Regions from separate parts of the Mus musculus genome. Here region 1 is linked to region 2. The links are chromatin contacts, called in public HiChIP or PLAC-seq maps. All regions are on one chromosome and are shown on one strand. Each heading gives the region's core, a stretch centred on a gene start, on an enhancer-like site or on the middle of the called end of the contact. The rest is flanking DNA. Distances are from core to core; before and after follow the strand shown. Region 1 overlaps Sacm1l (SAC1 suppressor of actin mutations 1-like (yeast)). Region 2 holds the start of Sacm1l (SAC1 suppressor of actin mutations 1-like (yeast)).

Region 1 (2,894 bases), core at 385-2,884, 47 kb after region 2:
TAGCTCCTTCATGTGTAAAGTTAGATTATTAATTTGAAGCTTTCTTTTTCTTCTTTCCTTTATTTTTAAATATTCATTTTTATTTTCATTTGTCTAAGTATGTCACCTGTGTGTGCCTGGTGCCCACAGAAGCTAGACACTATCATCAGGTCCCCCGGAACTATATAGATGGTTGGGAGGCACTATGTGGGTGCTGGGAATTGAACTCAGATTTGCCTGCCTCTGTCTCCTGGGTGCTAGAATCAAAAGCATGTTGTACCACACCCAGCTAGCTTTGTCTCTTTGTTTGTTTTTATTATTTGCATTTGCAGTAATGGAATTCCCCTTTATCGTTGTTTATTTTATCTTAAATTTTGGTGTATTGGATAAGACATTTTTTCCCTGTTTCTTTGTATGGCTATTTCCTTAAAAATTATATTTTAGATTATTATAATGTGGTAACACTGGGGTCAGGTTTCTTTCCAGGCCTGGTTGCAGTTGGTTTTGTTGTTTTGGTTTTTTGATTTTTAAAGATCATAGTGACCCATTTGATTGTGAGACCTTTTCCAGACTCTTTTGCAAAGATTTTCCTCATCATATATGCTCACTGAAGACTCTTTTAGTATGTTCAGCTAATGTTTTTCCAGATTTCATTGAATTTTAGGAATTGAGAAAAGACAAAAGAATAAAATAACAACATTCTTTACAAACTGACTCTGTTCTGAGACAGCCATCTATTTGCCTGCCAGCCAGATAAGTTTCAAAGCTAGAGAGCAGTGGGCAGTGATGTCTGCAGTAGTAGGATTTTTCTGGACAGTTTCTTGCCTGAGTATGGAAGTGATTTCCTGAAGTCTTTCATATATACTGCTGCCTCTGAATGTCCCTTTTTTCTAACGAGCATCACTTGGCTTGCTGGACTTTAGGTGGCCTGTTTTATGTGTCTGTCCAGAAAGACTCTCTTGCTCCAGGTCTCCACTGGGTAAGAGTGAAGCTGTAGCTTTTACAATCAGTCCAATATTTTTTGACCTTCATTCAGTTACACAGCACAGATAATTTAGTCCTTCATGTATGTACAGTTTTGTGTACATCGGCTGCATCTACTGGTTTGACAAAGAGAGCAAGAAACAAGATTGCTAGTGTTTCCCACAGAACTCATCACCCTGTGTGGTGGAGGAGAAAGGACAGTATTCTGTGGGTGGAAGGTGGCCTTTTCTTGATAGACTTTTACTGTTGCTGTAAACTTTGATTGCATTTCCCTAGGTCCTACAAAGTGGGTTCAGATGAGTTCCTCTTCTTTCTGGTGTTTCTGTGCCAAAATGAAAGATTAGAGTGTGCTTGTTATTTTTCTGGCATCACTATCTAAATAGAAAATCATGCTGTTTTAAATTTTTCACAGGTGAACCACAAGGGATCAGAGAAACCACTTGAGCAAACATTCGCAAACATGGTGTCCTCCTTGGGAAGTGGGATGATCAGGTATCTCATGGATGTCATTGTAGATCCTTCCAAGGCACATTATGTGTATGAATATAAAGAGTATGCTATTATATTTCAACTTGCATCTAAAAAATGTGTGTGGTGTGTGTATGTGTGTGTGTGTGTACACACATGTGGAGTGCCCATGGAGGTTAGACGTAAGCAAGCCAATACGGATGCTGGTTACTGAATATGAGTCATCTGGAAGACCAGCAAGTGCTTGTGACTGCTGAGCCATCACTCTCGTCCTCTGCTTTTGCATATTTTTAGTACCAGATAAAAGCATAATTTTACTTTTGGTTGGTTTGAAATTTTCTCTGATACAATTTACTTTACAGAGTAATTTTATGTTTGGTCCCAGTTAAAATCTCACCAAAGTTTTGCAAAGCAATGGCCTATTAGGTCAGGAATGTAGGTTTTTGTTTTAAATACTTTTAAACAGAGCATGCATGCTCTGCCCACTGAAGCCGGAACATGAACTCAATGCCCTAGAGGGGGTAACAGATGGTCGTGAGCTGCCATGTGGTTACTGGTAATCAAACCTGGCTCTTTTAGAAAAGCAAGCAATGCCCTTAGCTGTTGCACCATCTCTTCAGCCTCGTGAATTTCAGTTTTTATCTTGATGTGGTCTTTACCACTGCACGGGTTGGGTCAGTTTAGCTTGTGTAGTACTCTTATCGGAAGCAGTATCTTTGCCTGTCTAATAAGTCACAAGGCAGTGGTTTTAGATACTCTGTGTGATGGTCTGTTAAAACCAAGGTTATAGCTGATAATTCTGATCATAGCACTAAAATAACTTATAGTGCTACTTTTATTGAGGTTACCTTTTAAGATCCCGTCCTTGCTTCCTGTCACTGGCCCACATGTATTTTTGTGCTAATCTCTGGGGTGTGGTTCTCTCTTAAGAACCATTGAGGTGGTAGAGCCTGTTACACGCAGAGCCCTGTACTCTGTAGCTAGAGTAAGGCAGCGTTTGCTACACGTCTGCATTTTCACTCTTCAGATGGGAGCACAGTCCTTCCAGGCCTCCTGCTCGCTGTGATCCTAAGCAGGAAGTTGGGGTATATGCCAGACTTCATGTAGCCAGTCTTCTCCACTGACAGTCAGGGCTTGGCTAATGATTTTCCCCCTTCTCAAGGGAATGGTAGGACACTGTCACATTTAGATATAACCTGGCTCTAGAGTTGCACTTCTTAAATATTAGGTTATTGTAAAGATTGACAAAATTTTCTCTGCACATACATATGCATGTATAGATGTTGGTAAAGGAAAGTGATTGTGATTTTTGGGGGGATGGGGGTGGTTGAGTTGGGCAGTAGCTAACACTACAGGGACCGTCTTGCTTCCCTGCACGTCTTACAACCCCTAGTATACAACAGATACCCAGCCTAATCCACTATGGACTGAGCTGAGTTTCAGTACTTTGAACATACTGATCT
Region 2 (2,732 bases), core at 176-2,675:
CACAACAAAACAAAAAAAAAAAACCCTCATTTTTTTTAAGTGCTAAAACTGACAACAATGCATATTAATGATCTCAAATCTCAGACAAAAAATTAAAGAGCAAACAAAAAATACTGTTAGCTGGGCAGTAGTGGTGCGTGCTTTTACACCAGTATTCAGGAGGCAGAGGCAGGGATCTCTGAGTTGGAGGCCAGCCTGGTTACAGAGCAAGTTCCAGGACAGTCAAAACTACACAGGGAAACCCGGTCTCGAGAAACAACCCACTATAACTTCATTAAAAGCAAACTAAATCCTCAGAAGTGTAGAAGCCTGGTATGGTATCTTGTACCTTAAATTCCAGTACTCTGGAAAGCAAAGGCAGCCATTTGGCCTGGTCTATATCCAGCAGTATGGACTGCAGGAGTGAGCCACACCCCTTGGTCCTTGGTCTAATTCTGCCCCAATAATTTCCTTTATCTGATACAGTTTTAATAAACTCCTGGGGAGTGGGGTATGTTTTCTAGGACAACTTAATCATGGAGTGACTGGTTAATGAATAGGCTGAGCCCTGCTCCCGATCCACCTTCGTCACATCTGTTTCTGGCTATCTCAGGTCTTACGTAAAATGTTCATGTACTCGTTTTTCTGGGCCTCTTACTGCGAAATCCCCGAATTTTTAAGGTTTCCTTGTGCAGTGGAGGCTAGGTCGGCTTTGCAAGCGGAGCTAGCCAAGGCCGCTGTACCAATCATGAAGAGCAGAAGCTACGCCCTTCTCATGTCAGTGCCGTCTGTGTTCTACCAGCTAGGAGCTTTCGGTGAGATTTTTCCGTCATCGGGTGGGAAGACATTGGCCACGCATGTCCCTGTCCCTGATTGCAAACCTCCACTCTCAAGAGTGTTTTCGTAAGAGTACATTTCCAGACTCCTGCGCAATTTTAAGAACAGGGGAGCTAGGAAACTTGCAAACCGTTTTAGGTAACTCCGGGTTTCAAATACAGCCAAGAAGGTATTATTTTTTCGCAAAGCAACATTAAAACGTAAGACATTTGACCTTGACAATCTAGCTATGATCCTTTTCAAGCAGGCCTTCCAAGGTTCAGGAAAAAGATCGCACACGTCGAGCCAGCCAGGAGTCGAACCTAGAATCTTCTGATCCGTAGTCAGACGCGTTATCCATTGCGCCACTGGCCCGGTGCTGAGGAGGCCTCCTCCACGATAAGTGATCTCCAATTACACAGCTTCACTATGCTTCCTGCTTCTAACCTCAGTCTGGTCGGTTTGTTGAATGTCGCGACTCAGTGCAAAGCTACCGGGACTCCGCCTTTCTCTGCAACGCGTTACACCAATCCCCAGAGGCGACGTCACGGCGTTCTTTGGTCCGCTCCAATCCGCGCATCGGAGGCGTGCCTCGCAGCTCACTGGTTTGTCCGCCGCCGGCTCCCGTGCTCGCCCGAGAGGCGGACCCGGGAGGGGGTGGGGCCAGGCCGAGGCTCCTTGACCACCGCGCCTGGGGAGCGGTCGCCGCGGAGCCGGGGTGGCAGCGGGCTACACTGCGGGTGGAGCGAAGAGGAGGAAGCTGCACGATGGCGGCCGCAGCCTACGAGCATCTGAAGCTGTGAGTCCCGCGGGCTGCGGCCGCTGACAGGAAGGGCGGAGGGGCGAGCGGGCGCCGAGGCCCGGGAGTGTGCGGCCCGCACCGGCCGAGCTCGCGGGCTGGGCTTTCCCCGTCCAGCCTGGCTGCAGCGTAGGCCAGTGTCCCGCAGCCTCGCCCGCCGCTGGACCTGGCGCGGTGAGCCGAGCCGCAGCCCGCAGCACCGGAGGCTGCAGCCAGCTTTCCCTGGGTGGCCTCCGGGAGAGGCCTTTTTCACCGGGCGTGCTCTGACGTCCGCCGGCAGAGCTAACCTTTCTCTTGGTTTCAGGCTTTCTGGGCCTGGGAGTCTCAATGACGGGTCCTTCTTAGGGCGCAGCAATAATTTAGTCAGATGTCCTAAGGGCCGGTCGAATTTACTGTGCTTATTCCAACAGACTGCGTCGACAGCTACAGTAGGCTCGCCTCTATTTTGGCGTAGCAATGTTGAGTTTTGGCAAAGCCAGGACTTGAGGTTTTGAGGCCCAGCCACTGGATGTTTAGAGGTGCAAAAAAAAAAAAAAATAGACATTTATAAGCTCTTTGGCTCGTCCTGGGTTAGAGGAGATGGGGGATAATTTCTCTTGTGTTACCCTCAGCACCTACACTCCTTGTTTGTGAATAACTTCGCCCTAACCGCTTTAATAATTTACCACGGTCTGGGAATGCCTTTAGTAGCAGAAGCAAATATAACTTTCGAAAAGCCAAGTTAAATTATCCTGTTAATTAGACATAGACATCCCAGTTCGTTTGCAGGAAACAAATGTAGTTTGGGTACGCCCAATGAATAACTGAAGGTGTAAAGTTATGAGTCCAGAATTTGGAGGGAGGCCATCTGCCCAACACTTTTCATGTTTTGCTGTGTTCACCCTTTATGCCTCTTCTGCTTGCTACATACAGTTCTCTTTGAAAAGCCCAGCGCCACCCTTCCTTCCACATTTCTTTTAATTAGTTTTCCTTTGTAAAGTGAATAATCACCTTATTGGTGACAGTTGAAGCAAAGTGTACTTACTGGTCTATGTCCGGCCCGAGTCACATGTCCTTTACTGGCAAATTAGGTTATTGTCCACCTGATAGTTGTTGAAGGGCTGAACATGATCTTACACTAGGTCTCAGATGTGTTTAA

What was found. HiChIP or PLAC-seq counts read pairs in DNA pulled down with a chosen protein or histone mark.
Region 1: an H3K4me3 HiChIP or PLAC-seq map of the SCID.adh cell line shows a contact between it and region 2, with 22 read pairs. The contact joins the enhancer-like site here to the promoter of Sacm1l in region 2. A contact is called at or near these places in 1 of 39 promoter capture datasets (the 3T3-L1 cell line), 1 of 15 datasets of contacts at CTCF or cohesin (CD8 T cells), 4 of 484 Hi-C or Micro-C datasets (the G1E-ER4 cell line, the HPC-7 cell line, macrophages and 1 more), 3 of 115 datasets of contacts at active chromatin or transcription factors (CD8 T cells, the SCID.adh cell line and embryonic stem cells) and 3 of 9 other capture datasets (adipose tissue, liver and pancreatic islet).

What each region holds. Positions count from the first base shown.
Region 1 is chr9:123,575,602-123,578,495 of GRCm38.p6, forward strand. Sacm1l (SAC1 suppressor of actin mutations 1-like (yeast)) reads left to right here. Exons shown (of 20, transcript NM_030692.5): 12 at 1,376-1,455. Among named protein-coding and RNA genes, the nearest start is that of Sacm1l, 47 kb to the left of the region's middle. Within about 2 kb of position 1,635, at least 18 of the 459 cell types and tissues checked have an H3K27ac peak or open chromatin away from gene starts, as enhancers often do. A contact at or near this core is called in the G1E-ER4 cell line and the SCID.adh cell line, where this site is marked.
Region 2 is chr9:123,528,328-123,531,059 of GRCm38.p6, forward strand. Sacm1l (SAC1 suppressor of actin mutations 1-like (yeast)) reads left to right here and starts at 1,426. Exons shown (of 20, transcript NM_030692.5): 1 at 1,426-1,594. The coding sequence starts at 1,563. n-TRacg2 (a tRNA gene) reads right to left here and starts at 1,170; the gene lies at 1,098-1,170.